Regions from separate parts of the Triticum aestivum genome. Here region 1 is linked to region 2. The links are chromatin contacts, called in public Hi-C maps. All regions are on one chromosome and are shown on one strand. The core of a region is the stretch at or near the end of the contact, and the rest is flanking DNA. Distances in the headings are between cores, read along the strand shown. Region 1 has its middle 44 kb from the start of LOC123183152. Region 2 holds the start of LOC123183152 (mitogen-activated protein kinase 7).

What was found. Hi-C and Micro-C count contacts between places; a contact is called where the count stands out from the background.
Region 1: a Hi-C map of leaf shows a contact between it and region 2, with 5 times the contacts expected there. The contact joins the enhancer-like site here to the promoter of LOC123183152 in region 2. A contact is called at or near these places in 4 of 5 Hi-C or Micro-C datasets (leaf and an unstated tissue) and 1 of 1 datasets of contacts at active chromatin or transcription factors (leaf).

Annotation. Positions count from the first base shown.
Region 1 is chr1D:474,334,226-474,336,925 of IWGSC CS RefSeq v2.1, reverse strand. No RefSeq gene overlaps it. Among protein-coding and RNA genes, the nearest start is that of LOC123183152, 44 kb to the right of the region's middle. Within about 2 kb of position 1,270, at least 7 of the 8 cell types and tissues checked have an H3K27ac peak or open chromatin away from gene starts, as enhancers often do. A contact at or near this core is called in leaf, where this site is marked.
Region 2 is chr1D:474,290,518-474,293,217 of IWGSC CS RefSeq v2.1, reverse strand. It overlaps LOC123183152 (mitogen-activated protein kinase 7), which reads left to right and starts at 1,317. Exons shown (of 10, transcript XM_044595896.1): 1 at 1,317-1,500. The coding sequence starts at 1,450.

The DNA.
Region 1 (2,700 bases), core at 21-2,520, 44 kb before region 2:
TAACCTCTAACTGAGTTAGAAACCTCTAACTGAGTTAGAGTATCCAAACAGGCCCTTTGTCCCGGCACGAAACGTGCCCATCGGACAACTGCTCACCGAATGAAACGCCGGGCACGTGCTGCAATCATGCCACTATAATAAAATTGATGTCGCCGTTGCTGTCGCTGTGGGGGCGGTGGGCCCGGTTTGGTCGCCTGCGCCGCTGCGATCGAGCGGCCATGGCTGAGCCTCGGGATAGATATCGTTGGGCCAGTAGATATTTCTGGTGCACACACCAGTGGGACTTGGACGTACCAGTGGCAGCACACTAGCTCTATATAGACAGTCTGTACTATGTAGGCTGCTACTTGTGCTGTCCGGCGGCTGCCAGTTGATTTCGGTGGTCTCTCCCCTACTGCGTGATGCTGATGAAGAGCACACAGGAATCCACAGGCACGCAGAAATTTGTGTCTTATGTTGTGGAGATACTATTACTGTCCTAGGACAAGGGGATGTAGGCTGTTCAGCCCTTGATCTGACGAGACAAAAGATATACGGACTACTGCTACAAATTCAAGGCAGGACGAAACAACGAAAGAAACTAAAAAAAGAAAAGGAAACCAAGTAAGTTGACCAAATTAATTAGTGATGGCCGCACAGATGGGCGCACGCGCAGGAAGCAGGCAAGTCTCGTCCACGGTTGTGCGTGCACATACACACAGAATGGATCCATCCATCGTTGACAGTGAACCAGCTGCGTGAGCTTGCGTGGATCTCCCGTACTACTTGAGAGAGAAAAATAGGCGTGGATCTCGTCGATTGAGGCAAGTGGTGTGTTTCTTTATGGGGAACCCGCGATTGTGCCCAAACAAACACAATATCAATAGATCCTCTGTCTGTTCCTGCGGTCTGCAGATCTATAGGGTGGCTGATTCTCTGACGTGTAGTAGTATACAAAAATCTCCGGCGCAGTCCTGCTCCTGCTCGGTTACCGTTATGCGCGCACGCTCTCGATCGATCGGCAATGGTAATTCCGCACGAGGGAGTAAGTCGGAGGAAACCCTGCGCGGGCGAGGAGATCCCATGCATGCATGGCTGATTTACGTGGACGTACGTTCCCGGGCGCGGGTCCCTACCGGGTACTGATCGGCGGGCACATACGCATGTCCAGGTTGCCTGCGCCGTAAGTGCGTGCCAGCACACGTACGGCCGGGCCGGGGGGATGCACCCCCGAAGCTTCCGGAAAGGGGCAGCAAAAAAAACTGGTGGTGGTGGTGGTCACCGCAAGGCAACGGCCGGGTGGGTGACTGACTCCGGTGGCTGCATGCGGCGGAGAAGAGAAGAGAAGAGGGTCCGCATCTGCAGCTTGCGCCGGTGCTGCGCGGAATCTTCCGGAATCGGCGAAAAGCATCTACAGCGGTGGTACGTACTCGTAGCTACCACGACGGCCGGGTTGGTGACTCCAATCGTCTTTCTTTCGCCGCCGAACCAAAGACGGCCCCTTTCTGCCTTTTGTTCAAAAGAAGAAAAAAAAAGCCGGTCTGCCGCAGCGAGTAGCTGCCGCTCACTATATTTTAGTCGCCGCACGCGGCAGGCGGCAGCGATCGTCGGTATAGTCAACGCCACGTCCAAACAAATCGATTTCACGCACGCCTACTGCTGTCTATAGGCCCTGTTTGGTTCAGCTTTTATCGACGTATTCCGCTGCCGCGCAGCAGAATCCCAGCAAAATCCGATTCTAGAAATCCGCTGCCAAAATCTGATTCCGCTGTGGGCCAAAATCTGAAAAATCTGTATCAGCTGGTTTGTCAAATGACTTACATCTATTTCACATCAGATTTTTCATAGCTGTTTCTTCACAGCAGATTTTTCACAGCTACTTTTAGAAATCTACAGCCGAACCAAACAGGGCATAATGAGCTTTGGGGTGCAAGAAGCCAAGTGCGTTCCCACCTCGACCTAGGGAAGCTAGGCATGTGAAGTACTACTGTTTTTGCATCGCCGGTGTATATGGATATTAATTAGGTTATCCACATCTCCTTTGTTTTCTTGCGGTTAATTAAATCCATGAATTACCTTCTCTATAGTGATGCGTGTCTCATTTATACTAGTATGTCATAAACATCATATTACAACCCATGTAAACACCGATCTGACAAGACTAAAAAGACAGTAGAACGCTAGTCTTTACACAAAAAACACCAACCAAGAATGAATAATACATCATGACTGAAGAATCATCTGAGCTTAACACCGCCGCCCATCACCTACCTCTGGCACTACCATAGCAGCCACCGAAGAAAAAAATGATAGATCATCTGAGCTCGACACTCGGCTTCGTCGCTATTATGCAGCTTTTCCGACCTTCAAGGTGACTCACCAAAGGCGAACCATTGTCATTGAACGAAATAGACCGGGGCAACAACCCAGACATGCCATCGAACTTAAGATCTAGCACCCCCGCACGACTAAGACGTCGGAGGTGGAAACCATACCTATCAGCCATGAACCATGAACATAACACACGATCCACCATCTTCTAGATGCCGCTGATGCACACTACAAACTGTATCTACTCCTAGACTACCTTCCAAGCTCCGCGCCGGTGCTGGAGCAAACGTCGTCGCAACGGCGGAGCCCGAGGACACAAGTCCACCACGAGGATGCCGCCGCCGCCACGTCATCCTTGTTTGAATAGTCTGGTTTTCGAATCCATCCCCA
Region 2 (2,700 bases), core at 68-2,567:
GAAAATTTTGAATTATTACTACGTTACCCAACAAGGCCTCCTTCATGCTTTCTCGTGCACATTTTATCCCAAGCGATCCAATGAACTTTCTTTTGCCCATTTGCTTCTCCCCACCAGAAGTTTGACGAAATAGATGACAGATTCCCGCACATTTTTTTGTGAGTTGGAAGCAGCTCATGGTCAAGGTTGGTGTTGATTGGAGGCCGGATTTAACAAGCACCTCTCTAGCCATTTTTGAAAGTCCTTGTCCTTTCCATCCCGAGACTTTCCCTCTTGCTCTCTCCTTTACATATTTGAAAATTCCATCCTTCGAGCTCCCTACCACCGTAGGTAGCCCCAAGTACCGCTCACTCAATGCCTCCTCCTTGATGCCCAGTACTTGCTTTAGCTCTTCTTTTGTAGTATCATCTGTTCCTTTGCCGAAGAAAATTGCTGACTTGTGGAAGTTCACTTTCTGTCCGGACGCACCTTCATACTGCTGCAAGATAGTCCGGAGTACTTCAAAATTATCCCTAGAGCCTTCCACGAACACCACACTGTCGTCAGCAAACAGTAAATGAGTAACGATTGGCCCGTTTGAACCGAACGACACCCCTTTGATATTAGCCTCCTCCTGCGCCTTCTTTAGAAGAGCCGAGAAGCCCTCGACGCAGAAAAGAAAGAGGTACGGGGAGAGGGGGTCCCCCTGCCTCAGTCCTCTGGATGGGTTAAATCTATTTGGACCTTTTCACTTACTTTTTATCTCGTTTCCTTCTCTCTATCCCCCGCCGACGACAATAAATGATCGCTTTTCACCCGAACACTTGATATGGAACGTTCATTTCCAATACCGCTTTACGTTCTAGATACACCGCCAGCTCGCACATTGTCGAGATTGGAGTTTCACGCGTACCGTGTATGCGCATGTCTAGGAAGCATCCGCGCGCGGTGTGCGCTAGCTCGTCGCGACGCAGCGCTCCTTTCCAAATTCAGTTCTAGCTCACGGATTCCGCTCCTCGGTAGCCGCTGTCGAGAGTGGCATTTAGGCGGTATCGTGTACTCCTCTATGGGCGTTGGGCGTCCGCGTGAATTACAACCACCGATGTTTTTTGTGAAAGAGAAAACGCACACGTATTGTCCTCACTCACACGCAAAGGGACACTAGCCAAAGCCCACCAACCCGCACCGATAAGAAAATACCGTAAACACCCTCGCTCCTGCCCGAGAACTACAACAATACCAGACCTCACTCCCTAGGCCACTCGAGGGGCAGGACCGTCCGCCCGCACCCAAATGTTTTTACTAATGCCCCCTCGCCCCGCCTTTCCGCCGCTCAGTTCGCCTGCCCGCACCTGCCTGCTTGGACTTGTTTAACACTCAGCACCGCACCACCGCTTCCTCCTCCCTTCTCCGGGTGACATCGCCGCAGACCGGACCGGCGGCGAGGCGCGGTCTTCCGTGCTCCTCGGGATGCTCGAGGAAAATGCGGGTGCCCACAGCGGCGGCGAGCAGCTTTACAAGGTTTGAGTCAATTTGTTGTTGTGTGCGCTATTGACGGTCTGCACACCCCTACCATGCAAGGGGCAGACCCATTCAGATCTTTTCACTTCTTTTTTATAGTTTCAGTTATACTTTTCTTCTCTCTATCACGACAAATGACCGCTTTTCTCTTTGAAACTTGGTATGTAAAGTTCATTACCAATACCAGTTTGCGTTGTTGATACACCTCTAGCTCACAGATTGTCGAGATTGGAGTTCATGCATACCGTGTTCGCACGTGTCTAGGAAGCATCTGCGGGCGGCACGCATTAGCTCATCGCGACGCATCGCTTCCTTCCAAAAACAATTCTAGCTCATAGACTCTAGTCCTCAGTAGATGCAATCAAGAGCGGCGTGTAGGTGGTACCAATGACGACTCTATAATGTAAACGGAGGACAGGCCCGAACAAGCCAGGAGGTGCTTAGATGGGCCAAGAAGCCGCCTATTTGCTAGGCCGGACCGGGCCGGGCCGTCATCACTAGTAGCAAAGACAAAATCCATCTGGCTAGAGGGCAGGCTCAAGCCTTTTAAAGCCTGCACAGTAGATTCGCCCCTGGGTGGTTGGTATCGTATACTCCTCTGCGGGTGTGCGGCATCCGCGTGAATTACAACCACCGATGTTTTTTTCTTTGCACGAAAGAGAAACACACACGCATATATAAGCGGGTTAACGGGTCACACCGAAGAGCGCCCGTGTGCTGTCCTCACTCTCACGCAAAGGGACAGTAGCCCAAGTCCACTAACCCGCACCCGATAACCAAATACCGAAAACACCCTCGCTCTTGCCGGAGAACTACGGCTGAACCAGACCTCACTCCCCCTGCCACTCAAGGGGCAAAACCGTCCACCCCAGCCCAAACACTTTTATTAATACCACCTCGCGTCGGCCTTGTGCTGCTCAGCTCACCTCCCCGCCCCTGCCTGCTTGGACTTGTTTAACACCCACCACCGCTCCCTCCTCCCTCCTCCGGGTGACGTCGCCGCGGACCGCACCGGCGGCGAGGCGAGGCGCGGCGCGGCCTTCTATCTCCCCCGGCGACCGGCCGTGCTCCCAAGGATGCCGGAGGCAAATGCGGGTGCCCGCGGCGGCGGCGAGCAGCGCAGCAAGGTGGGGGAACGGACGGACAGAGTCGCTTTCCGCGCAGAAAGACTTCTTCTTCCTCCTCTTCTTTTTATTTCCT